Regions from separate parts of the Ovis aries genome. Here region 2 is linked to region 1. A link is a contact called in public Hi-C data. All regions are on one chromosome and are shown on one strand. The core of a region is the stretch at or near the end of the contact, and the rest is flanking DNA. Distances in the headings are between cores, read along the strand shown. Region 1 overlaps MRTFA (myocardin related transcription factor A). Region 2 has its middle 37 kb from the start of MRTFA.

What was found. Hi-C and Micro-C count contacts between places; a contact is called where the count stands out from the background.
Region 2: a Hi-C map of hypothalamus shows a contact between it and region 1, with 4 times the contacts expected there. The contact joins two enhancer-like sites. A contact is called at or near these places in 11 of 16 Hi-C or Micro-C datasets (blood, hypothalamus, liver and 5 more).

The regions. Positions count from the first base shown.
Region 1 is chr3:217,566,297-217,572,299 of ARS-UI_Ramb_v3.0, forward strand. MRTFA (myocardin related transcription factor A) reads right to left here. Exons shown (of 14, transcript XM_060413573.1): 3 at 1,668-1,723. Among named protein-coding and RNA genes, the nearest start is that of SGSM3, 53 kb to the left of the region's middle. Within about 2 kb of position 2,990, at least 14 of the 54 cell types and tissues checked have an H3K27ac peak or open chromatin away from gene starts, as enhancers often do. A contact at or near this core is called in hypothalamus and tail adipose tissue, where this site is marked.
Region 2 is chr3:217,750,493-217,756,259 of ARS-UI_Ramb_v3.0, forward strand. No RefSeq gene overlaps it. Among named protein-coding and RNA genes, the nearest start is that of MRTFA, 37 kb to the left of the region's middle. Within about 2 kb of position 3,864, at least 53 of the 54 cell types and tissues checked have an H3K27ac peak or open chromatin away from gene starts, as enhancers often do. A contact at or near this core is called in hypothalamus and tail adipose tissue, where this site is marked.

The sequences.
Region 1 (6,003 bases), core at 1,740-4,239:
GCGGGTAGAGTAGAATAGGGTGGAGAATGAGGTGCCAGAGCAGACGTCACACCTGCAGCAAGGTCCAGACTTGCTCCCTGGCCTGGCCACGGCCCTAGCCCTGTGGTGCCGAGCTCCCAGGAGATGGCTTATGGCGGCCGTGGGCTCAGGGCCTGTCACCCATCTGTGGTGGGCAGAAGTGCTGCCCTGGCTGCTGGAGAAGAAAGCAGAGCAGGTTCTGGCCAGAGCCGGTCTTTACAGACAGCAGGGGGAGGAGGAAGAAACACCTGGAGTCCACAGACCAAGGTTAGACCCTGGCTCGCCACTGACTAGCTGGACAAGTTAGTTAACCTCTCTTAGCTGCAACTATTAAGGTGAAGACAGACACCTAATTCACAAGAGCTGCTGCTGCTGCTAAGTTGCTTCAGTCGTGTGCGACCCCATAGACGGCAGCCCACCAGGCTCCCCTGTCCCTGGGATTCTCCAGGCAAGAACACTGGAGTGGGTTGCCATTTCCTTCTCCAATGCATGAAAGTGAAAAGTGAAAGTGAAGTCGCTCAGTCGTGTCCGACGCTTAGCAACCCCATGGACTGCAGCCTACCAGGCTCCTCCATCCATGGGATTTTCCAGGCAGGAGTGCTGGAGTGGGGTGCCATCGCCTTCCCCTCATAAGAGCTGCAGTGACCCTAAACACGAAAAGGACAGAATTGCACCTTTTCTCATCAGGTCACCTCCACTCCTTGCCTTGGAGAAGCAGGCCAGGAAGGGGCACCAAGTCTTAAGACTGGGTAGGAGGCGCAGGCAAGGCCATTCCTCGTACTCCCTCATCCTCCGGCAGGTACAACAGTGCAGCCAGCCACTCCTTTCATTCCCAGCACCCGGGACCTCATTCTTCCCGCTCACTCTAAGAATTCATCATCATTTTCCTTAGCAGTTGGTTAAAAATAAGATAAAAACAGAAGACCGTAGGATGAGCCCTGGAGGTAAGCGATTCAGAGTCTGGCAGAGCTGTGGCCCCGGGCAGCCCGCGAGCCTCCATCTGCCGAGGTTCCCCTCCCTTGACTTTTACATAAAAGAAAAAGTGCCGGGCCGAGAGGGGGAAGCACGCTCTGGCCACTTCCCCCTCTCCACCCACGCCAGGCAGCAGACCACCCCCGAGGCCCCTGAGGGAACTGAAACCAAGGGGGACAGAGCAGCAAGCCAGGTGCAGCAGCGTGAGCCGGTGCCCAGGGGCCCAGCTTCTGCTTCCACGGCCTGCAGTGGACCCTGGCTGCTCAGGGAACAGGGAGGTCTCCAGGCCCACCTGGAGTCACGAGAGCAGTGCAGCCAGACACGGAGGGACCGCCACTCAGCAAGCCTTCCCGTGGCCGGTGTTTACGTCCTAACAGCCACCAAAGGCCAAGTGGAATCCAAGCGTGGAAAATATCAGCGGTTTCCAAACCCAGGAGGCTGGCACCCATGACACACCCTTGGATGTACCAGAGGAGGACACTCCTTCTGATCATGGTCTAAACCTTCAGGCTGGCAGACACTGGGGTGGGATGAAGCGGAAAGGCAGAGCTTTCTGTTTGGAACTGTGAGGCCGGGGCGGACCCTGGGGACCACGCCAGACTGGAGGGAAGATGGCGGCACCACAATGGGCTCTGATGGGGCTCGTGGTGAGGGTCCCTGGAAGAAAGATGCCTTACCCTGGCCCGCTCCAAGCTCCTTCTCTGCTCATGAAACGCAGCTGGACTTTTCAAAGCTGTTGGGAGAAGAACCGTACAATAATTACATCAGAGTGAAGCATCAGGCCTGCTGCTATAGCTCACAGTGGAGAGGCGTCTTGATTCAGGTTCACTTCAGCAGCACTGTTCACGTCGGCTGACGGGAAGGAGAAAGTGGCACCTGAGTAAGCACACATCTTTACGGCTCAGCTGCCCCATCACTACAATCCTGGTGATTCCATTCTCATGGGGAATGGCCACTGCTAAGGTGCACCCACGGAACGTAGCCCTAACACAACCCTTACGGAGCTGCCAGCCCTGGAAGACGGGGACACAGAGTATGCCTGCAAGCCAGGCGCCCCCACTGTCCTCCTTCAGCCTCATCAGGGATCGCCACACGACCAAATGTTGTGACTGAGGCAGCCCAACCAAAAGGACGTACATCTACTCGGTGCCGTGTCCTTCCTCGGTTCAGCTGGTGGTAACAGTGCTGCTAAAATTAACTTGCATTGAAAATCATGCATTAACTTGCATGAAATCATCTTTAAGGACTAAGACCTTCACCGGGTTTGTGTGGCTGACTGCTGTGCTCACAACCAGCCGCTGACCAGGAGGGCCCCCCTGGAGCCCCGTCAGGGACCCGGCTCTATTCTGGGGCAACCGCCCCACGGGCCACAGCTCGCCACTCGGCAAAGCATGCTGGGGGTAGGGAGACCAGAGTCAGACCCTCTACAAATGCAGCGCTGTGAAGCCAGTTCAGCAAATGATGAGTGGGGATACCCTGAGCTTGAACAGGGAATGGCTGGCCTGGCTCACTTCAAGAAATTCACCAGACGGGGGTCAGTTTCAGTTCTGCTGCCCCAGGTTTCAGAGCAGCTGTGAGACGGTGTGGAGGGGCTGCCGGCTGTGGTGCGGGAGCAGGGTGAGGAGGCGCTACAAGTGGCCAGGGCACAGACTTGACCCCATCCTGCTGGGGCCCCTGCCCCACCCCACCCCACACCCCGCCCTTCCTCCCGCCGGGCCGCAACTGCAGCTGAACCAGAACGAAGTGCCAAACGTCCCCGCAGTCGTTTTTTTTTTTTTAAGTTTTTAAATCTTAGGATATAAAAGAAACCATCATTTTTGAAAGGTCAGCTGAGAGTACCCCACCTCCTAAACAGCAGGGGGAGCTCTAGATTTATAACAAACGATCACTAAGGAAAAGCAGCACACAGGCTCCCTCGCCAAGCTCCCAGAGGCCGCCCAGCTCCGGTCTGAAGCTCTGGGCATCTCTGCGGGCCACCAGGCCAGCCTGCATCTGCTTCCGCTGAGTACAGCTGGCGCAAGTCCAGCATCAGCCTCCGAGAGCCCTGCTGGGCGTGGGGTGACAGACAGCTGTGCTCTTGCAGAGGACGGTAAGGACCAAAAAGCAGAGGGAAACTCAGTGTCCGCCGCCCCGCCCCCGGCTGCCCTTCTGCCTTCTTCTCCACAGCTCATTGCCGTCTGACACTCCCGGAGAGTCTCAGCAGTATCTTTCTAATTTACTGCCAGCCAGCTCCCTCGGGCACGGCAGGGGCCCGTGTCCTCCTTTCCTCTCTGACGGTAACCCCAGCGCCGCCGAGGGCACCCAGCGCATGGCTCATTCGGTGGTCTGCTGGCTATTCCACGTGGAATGGACACACAGTTGCGCCCTGGAGGACTCTATGAGCTCTGAACTTCCCCTTGAGCAGCCAGGATTAAGCTCTCATCTGGGTTCGAAACCTCGCAGGGATCCCCAACAGAAAATGAGGACGTCCGTGTTCCTGTCGCTGCTGGCGTGACGGGGGGGATCGCCTGCGCTCTGGCTCTCGTCTTCTGCAGAGTGGACTCCGCCCACTTCTGAATCCCCATGTCGAGCGACAGCGCTCTGGGGCTGGGGGCGCCCTCACCACCTGCGCGGTGATCCGGCTGGGCCCTGGGTTAGATCCCCACAGGGGCTAGCGAGTTTCTGCACCAGTCTTGGTGCCGGCCACGCCAGAGCCTACTCTGCTGCCCCGGGCAGGCACACACCCAGCCTCTGGAGCGCCAGCTCACACTGCGCAGACTTTCCCGACCGCAAAGGCCTGTGTTGCCCTCAGGCCCACCACATGTGCGGTTGGGAGTGGGGACATGCGCCAGGGGCAGCTGACTTCCTGTCCGGCTCCATTTTCATGCCAGCGAGGTGCTGTGGCGTGCCATTCTGGACACTCTGAAGTGCTGTCCAGTCGAATGTTCCCAGTGACTCCACGTGGCGTGCAGTGCTGTTTGACAGCCGTGGGCAGGCTCAGAAACGGGAGGAAAGGCAGCGAGTGGCAGAGTAAGGTCCTTAACCTCATCCCCTCTCACCCTCAGGCCAGCGTTCTTTCTCTCCTCTGGGCTGGTTTCTTAATTTCTTCAGAATGTGGAGAAGGATGGCCCCACTGGATGTGGAGGCAGGGAGGCTGAGAAGCAGGGCAGAGGGCAGGCGGTGTGGCAAGGCCGGCTTGACCACCATGCTGAGCACAAACCGCTGGGAGGGAGGCTCAGAGGAGGGCCGCAGTGACTGCAGGTCACAGAGCCACGGCCAGAAACATGAGCTCACATGAGGCTGAAGGCACAGCCTCCAGCACTGACGCCAGGAGGTGAGCCAGGAGGGCGATGACGAGACCAGAGGAGCTTCTCAGGTCCTCAGAGCTTGAGCCAAAGAACCAGAAATGAAGACCCCCGCAAAAAATTCACACAATGATCACTGATCCCCAAAGACAGCTTCATTTCATAGCATTAGAATCTCACTGAATCTTTTAACAACCACGAGGCAGGCACCACTCTTCCAACCCACCCATGAGGAAACTAACACTGCAGAGACCTGTGAGGCCTTTCACCGGGTAGTGGACCCCAACCCAGGTGACAGGTGAGGAGGACTCTGTCAGCCCCTGAAGAGCCCACTCTGCGCTCCCCATGTCTAATTCTGCTCTCTGAGAGCAAGTTCAGCGAATTCGAGAGCCACTTCCAGGAAGGCAAAGGAGGATGGGGCGACGGCCCCTCTCGTCAGGACTCCTAGAAGGTGCTTCTGAGGCCTGTTTGGGGATGCCTGGAGCTGGGTAGCCAGTGCTCTCGGAAGACTGGGGCATGTGGTGGAGAGGCCACCTCTGAACATATCTGGCCAGCTTTGCTAAAAGCCGTGGCTATGGAGGGTCGGCTAGTGAGGGGCAGGGGTGATAACACTAAGTGCTGGGCTTTCCTGATATGGAAGCAGGTGGCAGTGTCAAGCCATGATCGCCACACACTTGTCCACTGCGGGAACGAGACACAAGGAGGCACGGCAACACAGAAAATACATTATGAAGTTCAGGCCTCTACGAGTTGTGGAAAATCCCCAAAGACTCAAAAGCTAATCCGTTAAGTGTGTGTCTGAGTCCGAGGGCGGTGTTCACCTTAGACTCGTGTCTTCCCGCGCCACACTGCCTTAATGGCTTTGCCTGAGGAGCCCAGGCACTGCTCACTTGGAACTTTTATTTTCCCAGAAACTCCGAGGAGGCAGTCTCTGAGAGAGATGTCCCCGGCCCCCTAAACCAACGCAAGCCCAAGAACTGCACATGGCTATCTACAAGGATACACGTTTGGTGTCACTGGGCACTGAAACAGGATTCTTCATTCCCATCTTCCCGAAACTGGTTTCCTGGGACGCTTGCACGGCTTTGTGTGAACACAGGGAGCAGTGCAAACACGCACTGAAAGGAAACAGCAGCAAGGAAATCAAACGCGTGCAAGTGCCTAAGCGGTGCGGTGCTCCTGACCCGTTTCGGCCCGGGCTGGCTCTAAGCACCAGCCACATACCCTGTTCCTCCTCTTCAGCGCCCGTCTTCCTTCTCCCTGAACAGATCTGCTGCCTTAACTGAGGTCATTTGTGACATAAAAAGAGAAGAAACTGTTTCAATTTCCTTTCTCAAAGGAAAGGAGATTTCTGCTTCCCAGGGGCAGCTGGGTGCTGTGCTGGGCGCAGTTCTCAGGAGCACGGGCCGAGTGACGGAAGCGTGAGCGCGAGGAGCCTTCAGGACCTACCCAGCAGGGAAGCACAGCTCTCTCCCACCACCAGCCCCAGATGCAGACAGTGCAACGCCTCCTGCAAGCCACGGGCGCTGCTGGAAATGCTTTTCAGCAAGAACGGCAGCAGCGAACGACCAAGACTCATTTCCTCATCACTGTCATTAAGGAATATATCAGGTGCCTGGGTCTGAATGTCACTTTATTAGGTGCTGACATAATGAACACAAAAACGATCATTCCCGTTCTCAGGAAGACACCATGCTAGAACTAAAGCTCACCACCCATTCTGTACGCA
Region 2 (5,767 bases), core at 2,614-5,113, 190 kb after region 1:
CAAGTCATAAAAGACGATGCGGCGTGGCCTACTGGATTACTCGCTCAGGGGGAAGCCAGTGGCCGTGCCAGGGGGGCAGGCAAGTAGCTCTGTGGAGGGGCCAAAGTGGAGAGAAACGGAGACCTCCCCCCACAGCTGGCATCAACTTGCCAGCCATATTGATTAGCCTCCCTGACGGAGGATCTGCCAGCCTCAATCAAGCCTTTGGAGGACTGCAACCCAGCTGACATATTATGGCAATCTCTGGAGATCCCCTGAGCCTGAAACCACTCAGCCCATCTGCTCCTGAACTCCTAACTCACAGAACCTGTGAGAGGTAATAAATGTTTACTGCCATCTTAAGCCCTATCTTTGGGGATAACTGTTACATGGCAATTGACAGCAGCAGACAGCTAATAGCAGACACTTACTCTCTAACACTGGAAGCTCCTTAAGAGCATAGACTGTTTTCTTAATTCTCAGAGCTCCCTGAAGCCTTAGAAATAAACAGTGCCCATATTTGTTGAACTGTGCCAGCAGACTATTCCCTTGTCCACTGTTCCTTTTCTTCCAAAACGTATCCGTTAACAAACTATTCCCTTTGCCTAAAGTACTTTATCTGTACTCTATCAATGTCCTCCCTTTTCTGTCTCAAAGGCCTTCTGAAATAGACTTCTGAGCTTCTGCTATGTCCCAGAACCGCTCTTGAAGCTGACAACAAAACAAAGAAACATCCTTGCCCTTATGGAGCTTACAGTCCAGTATATGCCCTTGCCATAGTGGTCTCTCTAAATATAATACAACAATCTTTGTTAACAGGACTTCAAAATTCTAGTTTCCCCTTTGTAAAATTTAAGTATTCAAAAATTGTTTCACCCCTTTCATCGTGTCTATTTAATCTGCTGTATATCTGCATATGTTTTTCTTTTATATTTAAATAAATATTGAAGCTGCAGCCTCAAGAAAAGTCCACACCTGTTTACTTCCTAAAGTGCCCCCACTTAAACTTGTCTCCGTATTCTCTGTTCTTACTGAATGTTTTCATGGGTCATGATTTTTAGCAAATATCCCATTTATAAGTGTAAAATAAATACCATTTGATTTTTTTAAAAATAGCCTATATTCATTATACAAGTCCAAGCAACTCAAATATGAATTTGTTTCACAGAAAGCAGTTTTTAACTGAAGTATATTGTATTATTTAGTACTTCTACAACAAAACAGAGTGTTAAAAGAAAAAAAAAAAGCTCACTACACTTTTAAGTTAGGAATTCCAGTTCTGGCTCGGTCACTCACTGTGTAACCTTAGACAAATTCTTTAACACCCTGAGCCTCAGTTTCCATATCCTGAAGTGGAAGTAAAATCTACCTCACAGAATCACTGTGAGGATTAAGCAATGCATTAAAAGCCTAGCTTGATGCCTGTCACGTAGTGAGCATCGCAGAAAGTCAGTTTTCTTTCCCCTTACCTAGGACTTGTACTTATGGTCCAAACAGTTGTCAGTTTTTAAGTTTAGTTATTCCTCTCTGGAATGATCTTCCTCTCTTTCATCTCATGAAAAAAAGATTCAGCTCAAAGGCCATCCTCTCCTTGAAGTCCAAAGGAAACGGTCCCTCGACTCTCCCACATAGTTCTGGGTTTGCACCTGGGGTTTGCGTCAGTGTGTTACAGTCATCTGTCACTTTCCGTCTCTCCCACTAGACTGTGAGTTCCTCATGAGGAGGGAACATACACCTCACTCATTTCATAGCCTCAGCTTTTAGAAGAACACCTGGCACGTTACAGGCATGAAACAAAAACTGAATGAATGAATGAAGTCACTACTTCAGCAGTATCCATACTACCTCCTGGGTGACCAAACTTTGTGTTTTTGCCCTTTATGGGCCGAGATGCTCCTCTGTGCTTCTGAATCTCTTCCTCATAACACTCGACATAGCACTAAGGACTCAGAAAGTCTGCAATAAATACTTTTGGCGTATGCGATACAGAATACTCTCACATGATTTCCTTCTAAATAAAAAATGGTATCCTAATGGATGTAGCTTTTGGAAGCCTTTTTAAACAGGAGCTCTTCTTAAGAGTTACTGGCAAAGAACTGAAGCAAATGCTGGAACTATACTACAGCCGGTTTTCCTATGCATGTGTTTTTGAAAAAAGCAGTAATGGTTTGCTTCTTTCTAAAACATTTCATTAAGAAACTGAGGATCATAAAGCCCTTTGCTTCGCTGTGAAAAATGCGAACACCACCAGGCAAAATTTAGCTTAGGAACTTTCAGCCAAAGGTTCCCCACCCTACAGTCATAGGGCTGTGGGCCAGCTGGCTGTCACCTCATCCCTGGGAGGTGGCTGCTTTTCAACAGTAAAACTGCATAAGTGAAATGTGGAGTCTGGGGGGATCTTCCAAAGTAAGACACGCAAATTTAACTTATTTTAAATAGAGATTCTGCTTCAGACCTTGGCTTCAGGTGGAAAAGACCCTGAAAAGAGCTCAAAAACTGGCAACTTGGGGGCGGGCGCATTTCAGACATCTTATGGATTTTTAAGTATGTAAATATGCCGGACGCTAGGTGTAATTTCACTGCTGGAGTCAAGTGACGTATTTCACATTCCTGTCTACACACACTTCATGCCAAGCATAGGCTGGTAAGCAGTTAACTGTCCACCAAACTGCCCTTTAGTTATGCTGCCTAACAGAGAGAAAACAGAAACCCTGACAAAGCCAAGCTGGACTGGTGCTTACACACACATGCTGGTCTATCGCGGTTCTCAATGTTGTAAAAACAAACACTGCTTGGGCCTTTACTAAGGTGGGCAAGCGCAGTGTCAAACATTTTAACTCCTACAACGACCCCATGATGGATACTATTATTACCCCCAATTTTCAGATGAGGAAACTGAGGTCCAAGATTACACAGCTGGCACATAGCAGGTTTGAGAGGCTGACTCGAAAACTCCAGCCCTAGCAACTACAGAGGATCGATGCTGCTGCATTCTCGCCAGGCTAGGGAACATACTAGAAGTGTCCTGGCAAACATTTTGTTGGACGGGAAAGTTTCAAATCTGCCAGATCCCTTACACCTGGCAGCATTCAGGGAGCCGCACAGGCATCAACAAGTCCAGGTGAGACTTCCTTGCTTGGGAATCCTGGGAACTGCACATGGATCCTAAGGGTCTACACAAGATCCAGGAGAAAGCGCCCGACAGACACCTGGTCCCTGCAGTCACGAAACGCCCGGGACGCCGCGGGGGCGGGAACCTCCGTGCCTCCACACCCCCGCGGCCCGGCCCGGCCGCGCACAGGTGCACCGACAGCCCGCGCCCCCATGCCGCCCGTCCCGGCTCTACGACCCCGGCCTGGGGAAGCGGGGCGACGGTGAGGAAGGGGCCGAGGGGCGAGGCCGGCTCACAGCCGGACCCCCGGAGGGCGCGCGCGGCGGGGTCGCCCGGAGAAAGGATGCTCGGGGCGGGGCTGCGGTGGGGGAGGGGTCCCCTGCCCGGGCTCTCACTCACCGCCTAGCTCTCCTCCCGGCCCGGGCTCCGCGGCGGTCCCCGCTCCGGCTCTCAACCGCGCGTGTCTCCTCCCGAGGCTCAGCGTCCAGCCGGGAAGCGCGGAGCTATGGATAAGTCGGCGCGAGCGGAGGGCGTGCAGCGAGGGAGCTGAGCGGGTGGGAAGGATGGGACGGTCGCGCTCACCGCTGCCGCCGCGGGGACACCACAGACACGGCCTCGGCCGGCTCCTCTCAGGCACGGAAGCTGCGGGTCCTCCTACCACACCCGCCTCCCGCCCCACCTCCACGCCACGCCCGCTGGAGGAGTGACAGCAGTGCTGACCAATCTGAGGCCTCGTGGAGGCCGGGAACCACGGACTAAAAGGAGGGAGGGGACGGGAGGGATACCAGCGAGGCCAGCGTGGCGGCGGGACTTCCTGTGACTGACGGCCCAGCGCAGCCAATGGACAGCGGGGAGATGACCTCATTGTCGAGGAAAGTCTGGAACTGGCGGAGTGGCGGTGAGGAGGTGGGAGGAGGTCGGAGACGAGCCGGAGGCGGGGCGCTGTGGCCTTAAAGAGGCCGCAACCCATTGGTCATCCAGTCAAGGCAAGGGCGGCGGACCCGGCCACACCTGGCCAAGTTGCCAAGGGGTCAATGCTGCCAGAGCTTAGTGCATTAATCCTCCAGACCCCATCACAATCCTTCTAGGGGGCTGAAGGATCCCCGCCTGGGGCTCATAAATCGATTACTTAATTTCACGCTTCCCAAAAGGAGACACAATAAATTCCGCACTGGCCCTGACCCCTGAATTCCCGTTACAGCCCCCGCCCCACCGAAGCCTGTCGTCCCGTTTCTTTGAGTCAGTTTCCACTACAGTAAACGGGAGGATACCGGCACCCACCTAACCCAACTTTACCTGCCCAGAATGTTGAGATCATTAACAGCAAAAGTGCTTTGGGCTTCAAGAAGAAAAGACTGAATGAACCCAAGGGAGGACTGCACTAGACCATTCGCGTAATTCTATGATTATAAGATGCTGATTGATGTCCTCCTCTCTCCGGCATCCACTCTCGTAGCGAAGGGGTGTGGGGTAGGGAGGTGCGGGGTGTGGGGTAGGGAGGTGCGGGGTGTGTGTGTGTGCTGCGTTAGGCGCAAAGGCCACACAGGGACTTGGTCCATGACTTCAACAAGGAGAAAGAAAGCGGGCTAAAAGGGAGAGAGAAACAAGGAAAGCCAGGTTCCCTGCGGTAAATGCCTCGAGGGAGGCAAGCCATTTGCTTCCCCTCCCCCCAGCAATGGGCGGGAGCCCAGAAAAGGCTAAATAACTCCAACTTGGCGGGGTGGAAAGAGGGGGAAGTGCTTTCCCGAAAGCTTCCTGGGGATGGTGTCACCAGACAGAGTAAGGAGGGGGGAGTAACGGGCAGCTACAGGAAGAAGGGGTAGAGCATTCTTGCAGGTTTAGGAAGGAGCGGCGTGACGGCGCACAGACAGAAACGAGGCAGATCGTTTTACATCCCAGAGTAATTCTTACTATAGCCCCCTATTCTCCCCCAAAAGCCTCCCGAGGCTGCTCATTGGTGTCACTCTCAGAGGTAAGGCAGGAGAGGGTGCTTCTCCCCCTCCAACTGCTGCAAAAGCCTAAGGGGCGCCCTGGTCTTGCCAGTTATTCATCTATCTTGTCAATTTCAAGTTCAGTATCACGGCTCCTCATAGAATCTTGTAGTCCCAGGCAGGAGCCCTGTGGCCCTTTAGTCACATACCTTCCTCAAAGGCAAGAATTCCTCCATGAAAGTCTTGATAAAATTATTCATTCAGCAAATATTTCTTGGGGGGGTAAGACAAACGAGGTCATCACTGCCCTGGGGGTGCTCTCTCACCGAACTGGGGGACGTGAAGGCACACGCTGAGGTGACCAGGCAGACGCTCCCCAGCAGCATGACTAACTAGAGGGCCCAGAGGCATGAGGCAAAAGTCCTGCCGGTGGAAATTACAGGCGTGGGGCAGGTTTCCCAAAGACAAGACCGGGCTGGCACATTCCCGATGGAGTCTGCCTACCCTCAGCCTTCAGGAAACAGCCAGGGGGAAAGGGAAACACAGCTGTGTGTTTTGTTGTTTTTTTTTTTTTTTTTTTTCACTTTTTGGCCACACCCCCATGGCATGTGGGATCTTGGTTCCCCAACCAGGAATCGAACCCATGCCACCAGCATTGAGGAGCAGAGTCTTAACCACTGGACAGCTGGGGAAGTCCCACAGCATATGTTATTAGCCATGAACAGGGTAACATCCCACTCAGCTT